Linked DNA regions of Zea mays: region 1 is linked to region 2. The links are chromatin contacts, called in public Hi-C maps. All regions are on one chromosome and are shown on one strand. Each heading gives the region's core, a stretch centred on a gene start, on an enhancer-like site or on the middle of the called end of the contact. The rest is flanking DNA. Distances are from core to core; before and after follow the strand shown.

What was found. Hi-C and Micro-C count contacts between places; a contact is called where the count stands out from the background.
Region 1: a Hi-C map of ear shows a contact between it and region 2, with 2.3 times the contacts expected there. The contact joins the promoter of LOC100216674 here to the promoter of LOC100381582 in region 2. A contact is called at or near these places in 3 of 25 Hi-C or Micro-C datasets (ear, leaf and tassel).

Annotation. Positions count from the first base shown.
Region 1 is chr4:43,913,886-43,918,311 of Zm-B73-REFERENCE-NAM-5.0, forward strand. LOC100216674 reads right to left here and starts at 2,046. Exons shown (of 6, transcript NM_001348782.1): 1 at 1,861-2,046; 2 at 1-75.
Region 2 is chr4:43,719,029-43,723,741 of Zm-B73-REFERENCE-NAM-5.0, forward strand. It overlaps LOC100381582 (RNA pseudouridine synthase 3 mitochondrial), which reads right to left and starts at 2,082. Exons shown (of 8, transcript NM_001412104.1): 1 at 1,385-2,082; 2 at 975-1,046; 3 at 726-894. The coding sequence starts at 866.

The DNA of each region.
Region 1 (4,426 bases), core at 796-3,295, 190 kb after region 2:
AGAAAGATCACTTGTTTGCCAGCAAGAGCTCTGCTGCTGAAGCCAGCGAACGGGGAGATGACCTGGACCACAATCCTACAATTTGGCAAGTTTCAGAGAGTTCATAAACAACATTGATGATGCGAAATGGTCATATACAATAAGGTTACTAACTTACTACATGTATCGACAGGGAACTAAAGCCTATGTTATCCATGTGCAAGTCGAAAACCATGAGAAGATGAAATTCGTCTACTTGGCCACTTACCAAGCCCTGAAACTATCATTCCCAAAAGTAGAATGAAAGCTACAAGACATCAGAAAAAAAAAAGATGATCCTTTGCAAATGAAATGCCCCACTGCAACATGCCCTACACTGCGCTACACATTTGTCCGGTAGCAACCAAATTGTTTTCTCCTTACTAAAGAGAACTAAGCATGAAAGTGAAGGCTATCATCCTTGGCCCAGCAAGAGATGAAGGGGCCTACCTTCTGCTACTTGCATAATGATGGTCACAGTAAACGGACCCTGACAACTAAAACTAAATTCAGTTCAGGACACTGTAAGATGCAGGGTGAGGACAGCGCCTTGAAACTACCAGTGTGCTAGTACAATGCGCACATTTTGTTCGCCGTCATTAATGGGGTCCTTAAACTATAGACAGACATGAAAGGCAATAAAGAGATATCATATATGTGAAATCAGGGATCAGCCGCTGAAGATTTTAACAGTGAAAAGAGAGCACGAATATAAGCCTTGAACACTGTATAGATTGGTGGAACTGGATGGAGTAATAGTATTCAGTTGTCTATGCAGTTGTCAAAAGTAAAAAAAATATAGGAAACATACAGAACTGCAGCTAAGGCCCAAAAATCTGGTGATGACTAACAATAACTTTGTCTCTTTGCAGAGAGAGAGAGAGAGAGAGAGAGAGAGAGAGAGAGAGAGGTCTTGGGCTCTTGGCAGCTCAGGGAAACGAAACTGCTTCAGAGAAAGAAAGCTACTAGGAATCCAATGTTCAGTTTTCTCTTGCTAGCGTGAGAAGAAAACTGGAGTGGAACGGCAATCTCTACAAAACTCCTGTCCGCACTGAAAATTTTGATTTTTAACAGATCAGAGAAGGGCCCATTGTATGCCAAGACGTGAAACCACGAACTCGGCTGACAATGGAAGGGCACAAATGTCTGTCTCCCTCTGAACGCACCACAGCTATCCATGCCGAAACAAGGAGGGCTGGAATTGCGGAACAAACGCCGAAAACGAAGGATGTGTTAGTTGATTGAAAAGATCCACAACAATCTGAAAACCCACGGCACGGCACAGTCCTGACGAACGCCGAAGGTACGGCGGACCAGGCGAAGGAGGCGGGAGGCAAAATCAGGAGGAGACGAGAGGGGGAAAAAAGAACAGAAACATCAAATACTGCTGCAGCAAGAACCGTGGACAGTTCCCCTTCGCCAGTTGCCACAACGAAGATCGAACGGCGACGAGAAAAATGCACAGAAAAAAAAGGAGTAGAACGGAGGCCGAGTCAGCGGGAACAGGCAGACGTGGTTGTGAAGTGCGAAGGAAGCAAAGGCGACGAGGAACGGAGCATAAAACAGTAGGAGGGCGTACCGATAGGAGAAGCCAGCGACGGCGTACGTGTTCTTGGAGCGCTCGGAGGACGCGCGGAATTCTAAAGATCGGGAGCAGCTAGCTCTACGAGAACGAATCCATTCCTTCCGCCTCTCTCTCTCTCTCTCTCTACTCGCTTTGGTCCCCACAGATTCCTCACCCCGACCGCATCGATTGCCAACATTAACTAAAACAGAACAAAAGTAGCGATGCGCGCGAGCTGCGTGTATGCATTCGCATTAGAATAAGAATCGGAGGTATACCTGAGAGACAGTGAGGGAACTGCCTTCTCTTTCCCGGGAGGCTGCTGTGCTGTGCTGTGCTGTGTGTGTAAACAAGAACGAGTGGAAGACGAAGGCGGCTTTGTGCAGTCTGCAGAGAGAGAGAAGAGAGGGAGAGAGGAGTGGCCGGGAACGGAAGGACAGAGGGAGAGAGAGACTGCAACGGTCAAAAGGCTTTCAGAGGGGAGGAGAAATCAGCGGCGATGAGAGAGAAAGGGTGTAAACGGGGAGAGTATTTCTTGTATATTAATATATAACACTACGATTTTTATGGAGCAAGAGATCGACGACGATGGCAGCAGCAGCACAAGTGAGTGAAGAGAGTGACAGTGTCGAGAGAGAGGTAGACGGCGGAGTCGCGGGGAGAGGCACGAGGAATGTGGGAAATAATATTGTCAATTAAATTTAATAGAGGTGGAGGATAACTGGATAAGGACCTGAACTGTTGTTTCGATGTTATGTTAAGTCTATATATAATTTATTTGGTGAATTTAGTTGATATTACGAGTATATAGATAATTTGGTTGGATAGATTTTATAAAGTTTAAATCAGTAGATTATATAATGGTATAGATATATAATACCGCACTCATTCTATTTTTCCACGGAAATTGGTTTCACCGGCACTTTTTTCGTTCACGAAAATTGGTCTCGGCGCATTTCAGGCGTGGGGCTACATTTCCATTTTTTCCATGGAAATTGGTCATAGCTAGGGGTAAATCAGCTCGTACTAATTGTTAGTTAAGTAGCAGGTAAGACACTAGCTAGTAATTGTTGTAGGTAAAACTTTAGTTAATTTTCTTGGCAGCTAGTAATTAGAGAGGTTTGCTATTTTGTCACCCTCAGTTTTGGCTCAATGTTATTATGACATCCGTGTTTATGACTGGTGTGATTATCTATGTCTATGATTTGTGGTCCCGGTGATATACTAGTGAAGCCTATAAATGATAATGACAAAATTGCCAATGTCTCTAGTAATTAATGTTAGCTACATACGATACAATTTGTGGCCTATGTTACCTAAGGCTATTTGTACTCGTACAACTCTAAATTTCTACTCTAAAAGGAATATTTTATTTTTATCATCATTTTTTTTATGGTATACCACAATCATTCGTCTTCATATTTTCTCTATATATCTCAACTCTATACCAAGTATCACATATTATATTATTTCTTTTTAATTTTATTCCATCTCTCACACTTCTCACCAACTTTTCTGAGAATTTGGTTGTGGATAAAATCTGGCTGTAGAAAAAATCTGAGTATCGTGAGGATTACGTGCTGAGGAAGATGAAGTTGTCAAAGGGTTCAAAAATCTAGAAAGCGATGGATTCCTAATATCGTGACGACTCAACCGATTCTGTGTTCATGTTGATTTTGGACGTTTTTTATCAAAGTGATTCTTATAGAAGTGGGCAGAAAAGCTAGGGTGTTTGGTACTACATCCGTTCACAAATATATGACATTGTTGATTTTTTTTCGAAAACTCTGACCACTTGTCTTATTTAAAATATTTATTCAAAAATGTAAAATTTTAAGTCAAGCACAAACTATCTTAAGTGATAAAACAAATTACAAAAAAATAACTCATTATTTTTTAATAAGACGTGTGGTTATTTTTTTTAAAAAAAGTCATCGATGTCATATATTTATGAATGAAGGAAGTAGTTCACAGCTAGGGTTGGGCAAAAAACCCGTAATTCGAAACCCGAACCCGGAATACCCGAACCCGAAATACCCGAAACCCGAATTTTGTTCGGGAATTTCGGGTAATAACTTGCAAAACCCGAATTCAGTTCAGGTAATTCGGGTATCATAATCGGGTACCCGAAATACCCGAACTTTCATGTGTCATGTACACATGTCATGCTTAATTATTAATTTGTACATTTATAATTATGTGTATGTGTGCATAACTTGTGATTGTAGATTGTTTGTGTTTTATATGTCCATGCATATCATTATTTAAACTATATTTTTATACTGATTTAATAGGATGTATGTGTTTTTATGAAGCCGACACAATAGTTCGGGATTACCCGAACTCGAAATTTTGGGTACCCGAATTTTCGGGTATTGCAAAATCCGTTGTCATTTCGGGTATCGATTCTCAAAACCTGAAATTTTAAAAACTCGAATTACCCAACCCGAAATTTTCGGGTAACCCGAACGCCCACCCCTATTCGCAGCAGCTTTTGATGCCCAGAAGACAGAAGCTAAAAAATACCAAAAAATATACGGAGTAAAGGGGTCCGCACTCTGTAAATAGCATTTTCCTTGCCCGTCGGTATTGTACATTAGCCGGTAGCTTTTTTGGCTGCACCACTTTTTCCGGTGAATGCTTGACTTCAACTCCGAGAGTACTATGAGTCTGTTTGGTTCGGCTTTTTCTGAAAAGCTGTCTATAAAAAAAACTAGCTGTGGGGAGAAGTTGGTGGTTAGAATCTGGATATTTGGATACACAGATTATGAGATTATAGATTCTGGTTAAAAAAAGGAAACAGATAATGAACTAATGAGCATGTAACTGGAAATTATCTCATGT
Region 2 (4,713 bases), core at 832-3,331:
CCGAAGTCACTCCCTAGTCCCTTCCTGAAGGCGTCACATTGAAGTTTGTCTTGGCCACGGCATAGCCTTCGGTGGTTGCTTTCGCTTCTCGATGTCTGATTTGCGGGTGAAGGTGGGCCTTTGCAACATGAAGTCGAAGCTACTGCATCAGGGGATGTGGCTCGGTAATGATGACAGCTAAGAAACCCCCTTCTTCATGGGCTAGATTGTTTCGGAGGTTTGGGTAATTGCCGGGGGCAGGGCGGAGGATCAAGCTCGTTAGTGAAGAATCAGAGCTTCCTCACGTGGGATGTGTTGAGGCTTGGCAATGACGACACACCGCGATCTTCCTCCTTCTGTGTCGGTGTTTGGATTTAGGCGTCATCATGATGTTTCCTTTGGCCATGTGTGGCCCGTCTTGCGCAGTCGGAGTTGTTTGTCCCTTGGGTCAAGCTCGGCAACGATAACTCTGGATAGGTTGTGTGTGTGTGGGCTTTGGTTGTCTGGGCTGTTTGTGCATTCTATATAGGTTTCAGGCCCGGTTTTCCTTAAAACTAGGTCAATTATATTCTTCTTAATTGAAAGACAGAGCTCCTGCCGTTACGTTCAAAAAAATGCTGATATACAGAGGCCTATTATCCACAGAAAATAGCATTTCTCTATTAATGTAGTCATGTAGATTATTGAATGTAGTCTATATATCGGCTATCGACATTAGCAATACAACCTACAAAGGAGAAAAATACCCTGTAGATGACTAGCCTCCTCAGGTACTCGATCTCATCTTTATTAGGATGCAGTGTGGCAGTCGGAATGGTCTCATAACGCTTCTTTATGTCACTCTCAGCCACTGAAACAGGAAGGTGAATCCTCATTCCAGGCTCCATAGCATCATTATGTTTTATCTGCAACCAACTGAGGACCATATTTACTTTATTCACAAAGTACAACAACAACATACAAAAAGAGTTATAGAGCAAATACTTCGCTGGCACCTTTTTCAGATGATGCTTCTGAGTTCGAATGCTGTCAGCTGAAACCTTGTGGTCATAGCACTCAGAAAAAACCTGAATAGCAAATAGTTTTTGTTTTATCTTAGATGCTCAACCAAAGATGCATACAGCTACAGGTTGTGCAAGCTGCTATGACATTAACTCAGTAAATTTATGTGTTCAACTGATGCTATGAAGACACTAAGGCATATGAAAGAGGCTCTGTTGCTATTATCAAACAAGAAAAAAGTTCTGATGCAAGTAACTGAAATGAGTAATTAAACTAGGATTGATAACATCAGTAGTTCAACAATTCATAATCAACACTAATTGGAAAAAAAATCTGACCATTCAAACAAAGCTCCGGCGGTTAGGAATGCCAGTCCAAAAAGGGGGCAGAAGCAGAGAGATACCATTCTCCTGTTGAAATGAGCCTGCACGGCCTCCTGCGGCACGTCGGCGAAATAGTGCTTCACCCAGCTCACTGCCGTCACGCGTCGCGGCGCCACCTTCCTTCCTGGGAGAGGGTCCTGCCCTGCGGGGAACGGCGGCAGTGAGAGCAACTGCCGCGGCCTCGGCCGGGGCTTGGGCGCCCCCAAGCGCGCGACGTTGTTGGCGTCGACGCGAACCACCACCGGGTCGGCAGGCGCAGGCGCAGGCGGTGCCAGCCGGGACAGCCGCCGCAGCGCCGTCGGCCACCGCCACAGCCCCGGACGGCGTCGGCCGCGGCACAGCATCCCGCAGGGCGTAGGCCACTAGTCGTCCGTATTGTTTCCAGTCGACCCGCGTGCCGCCGTTTTCAGGTTTGGTTGGAGGACTTCACCCTTCTCTCCGTTTCGACTGGTGGGCCGGGTCCGACCGGAGCATCTGCGGTGCCACCTTTATAACCGGTAGAGAGGGCGCCGTCGCCTCCTCTCATCCACGATCTCCATCGATCCAGCTTCCAATTGGAAATCAAACGAACAGTCACACGCACGGAGAGGCCAGTAGCCGGCGGTCAGATTTTGCGATGGCCACTGGGTTTGGCTTCCAATTTCCAGGGGCTGTCGTCGGAGGCGGCGTCGGTCGCTGAGGGCCCGATGAAGGTGTGCTGCACCAAAAGGAAGCCGTAGGTGGATGCGGCCACCAGGGGTGTGGATGTTCCGTCGGAGGAATTTGTCAAAACGGATCGCTCTATCTTGCCGCTCCACAAAATACACCGTTTCAAGTTTAACTCGTCAAAAACGGTCGCTTAAGCCTGCTCGTTCATCAAAACAAGTCGCGGATAATTTTGGCGGACCTGGCAGGTGGGCCCGTGAAGCGTTGTACCGATTATGCCCTTACGGCCTCACGCACGCTGTCGGAGAGGAAATTCTCCGGCCGGGTGGCGGAACGCACGCGCCCTAAATCCTAAGATGAGGAGTGGACTAAGGGTCTGTTTGGTTGGGCTGTGGCTGTAAAAAAAGTTGCTGTGGGCTGTGAGCTATGGAAAAAGCTGCTGTAGGCTGTAAGCTGTTAAAAAGCTAAAAACCGTTTGGTGTAAACCACTAAAAGTCGCTAAAAATTCTTCGATATATGTTTCACAGTTCCATCCGAAAAGCCACTAAAAGCAGGTCCAGGGGTGCTTTCAGATTTGCACTGCGAGAAAGTCGACTTTTAGAAAAAGCTGCTTCCTAGATCTAGCCCTTTGGTTGGCTTTTGGCTTTTAGGGGGCAAAAGCCAAAGCCAAAAGTCAAACCAAACACACCGTAAGCGTTTTGCCTGTCTATTGAAGGGTGGAAGAACACACGAGGACACGAGAGTTTAGAGTGGTTCAGGCCGCCGGAGCGTAATATCCTACTCCACTGTGTGTTGTATTGAGTCTGTGAGCTTGTATAAACTTGTGAGTCTGAGAGTCTGAGTGAATCTGTCTTGTAACGTCGTGTGCCTTCACTTTTATAGCTCAAGTGAGGCACATACAAGGATGCTGAGCCCCGACATGTGGGCCTAGGAACATAACAGAAGGAATATATTATAGGAGTAACTAACGCCTGTGCAATCTCCTGTGTGCCTCGATGTCCACAGTCCACGCAGTATTGGTATACGACGGCTGCTTCCTTGGTAACGCGCGAGTGATGATGAGCATAGTGCACGCAACAGTATGGGCGTACCGTCTGCCAATGGAATGGACAGGCACGCCGCCTGCGGAACGGACTGGTCGCCGCCTGCCGGCAGAATGGACATGTCTCATTAAATGCGGAGGCGGCACATCGCCTGTCAGCGGAATGGACAGGGCTCATTAAATGCAGAGACGGTACACCGCCTGCCAGTGGAATGGACAGGCGGCGCGCCTTATCCGCAATAAATGCAGAGGCCGCGTAGCCCGGAGGCCTTACGTCAGGCTCCGCCCGTTGGCTTACGTCACGTGCACCATGCCACGTGGCAGCATCGGGGCTCGGCCTGGGCGGGGAGCAGAAGCGTAAACGATAAGGTTCGGACACGTGTCGGCTCTGGACCCCCGCCTGGCCTTGATTAAGGCCTGGGCATTCTCTATCCCAGAATCCTGGGACCCTGCCGTGAGTGGCCCGGACCCCACATGGAGGGGTCCGGACCCCATCCTAAGGGTCCGGTTTGCGCCCGTGGGGTCCTGGACCTTACCCAGAGGCCCAATCTATATATACAGGGGTCCGACACTTTTCCTTGGGGGTCCGGACTCACTGTTGATACCTCGGAGTATATCATCTTCTCCGGCCACGTGGCGGCCCCGGAACCATCCACGTGGAGGGGTCGGGAGCTGTCGCTGGCCCAGAGTAGTCGCCCGAGGCTGGGACGAGCCATGGTCTGGTCCCACGCACAACTCCTTTACCACGCGACTAAAGATAGTCGCGTGGGTACTGCGTCTTCATACGGTAGTAAGGGGTACCCCTGTTTTAGGGTACTGACAGTGGCTCCCGGGTCCACCTCATGGGAGGATGTGAGCCTGCAGGTGGGGCCAATAGCCTGATTGGTGATTAGCGCGCCGCTTCCATGCGTCTGCTGACGTACTACCCGTCAACCCGCCTTCGGTCACGCCAACTACCATATTTGTCTCCGCAGCTGACTGACCCGCGGCCCCCACACCTGGTGGTTTCACCGGGCCACGCACGAGGCGCCTCGATACCGCTGCATTGGTTTAAAAAATCACCTTCTCTGTCTTCTGCCGCGGCCCCGAGGAAGCACACTACCGGCGCGTGCGGCGGTACGCTTTTTCTGCACCCGGGAACCGACACCCAAGGAGTATGACTCGTGGGCCCGGGCCCCCGTGTCATAGTCTGGGCTGTTGTTTCTTGCGGCGGAGATGAAGAGGCACGGTACCACGGGCGGCGGTTCACTTTTTCCGCACTCGAAGTCCAGCACTCCAGTTGTATGACTTGTGGGCCCGGGTCCCCGTGTCAGAGACTGGGTCGCCTGGGCGTCAGGTGTGCGTCGGTCGGGATTTCCTGTAGCGTCTTGGGGCGTGAGCGGGAGAGTCTACCTTGAAGAGGGATTCACCCCGCGTGCAGCAGTTACGCTTTCACATTCTCTCCCAATCGCTGCGCCCTTTCGCCTTCGAGCTCTCTACGCCTCTTTGCATTCACGCTCTTCTACTTTGTGTCGTCGTAGTCGCCATGGCTTCGCTAGTTCATCCCGAGCGTTTCCAGTCTGAGGGGGCGCTCAACCTGGTGCGCAACCTGCTCGGGTGGAGCGAGTCGGCGCTCGCCGGAAGGATCCGTGCCGGCGCCACTCCCCTCGGCGATCTCGCCGC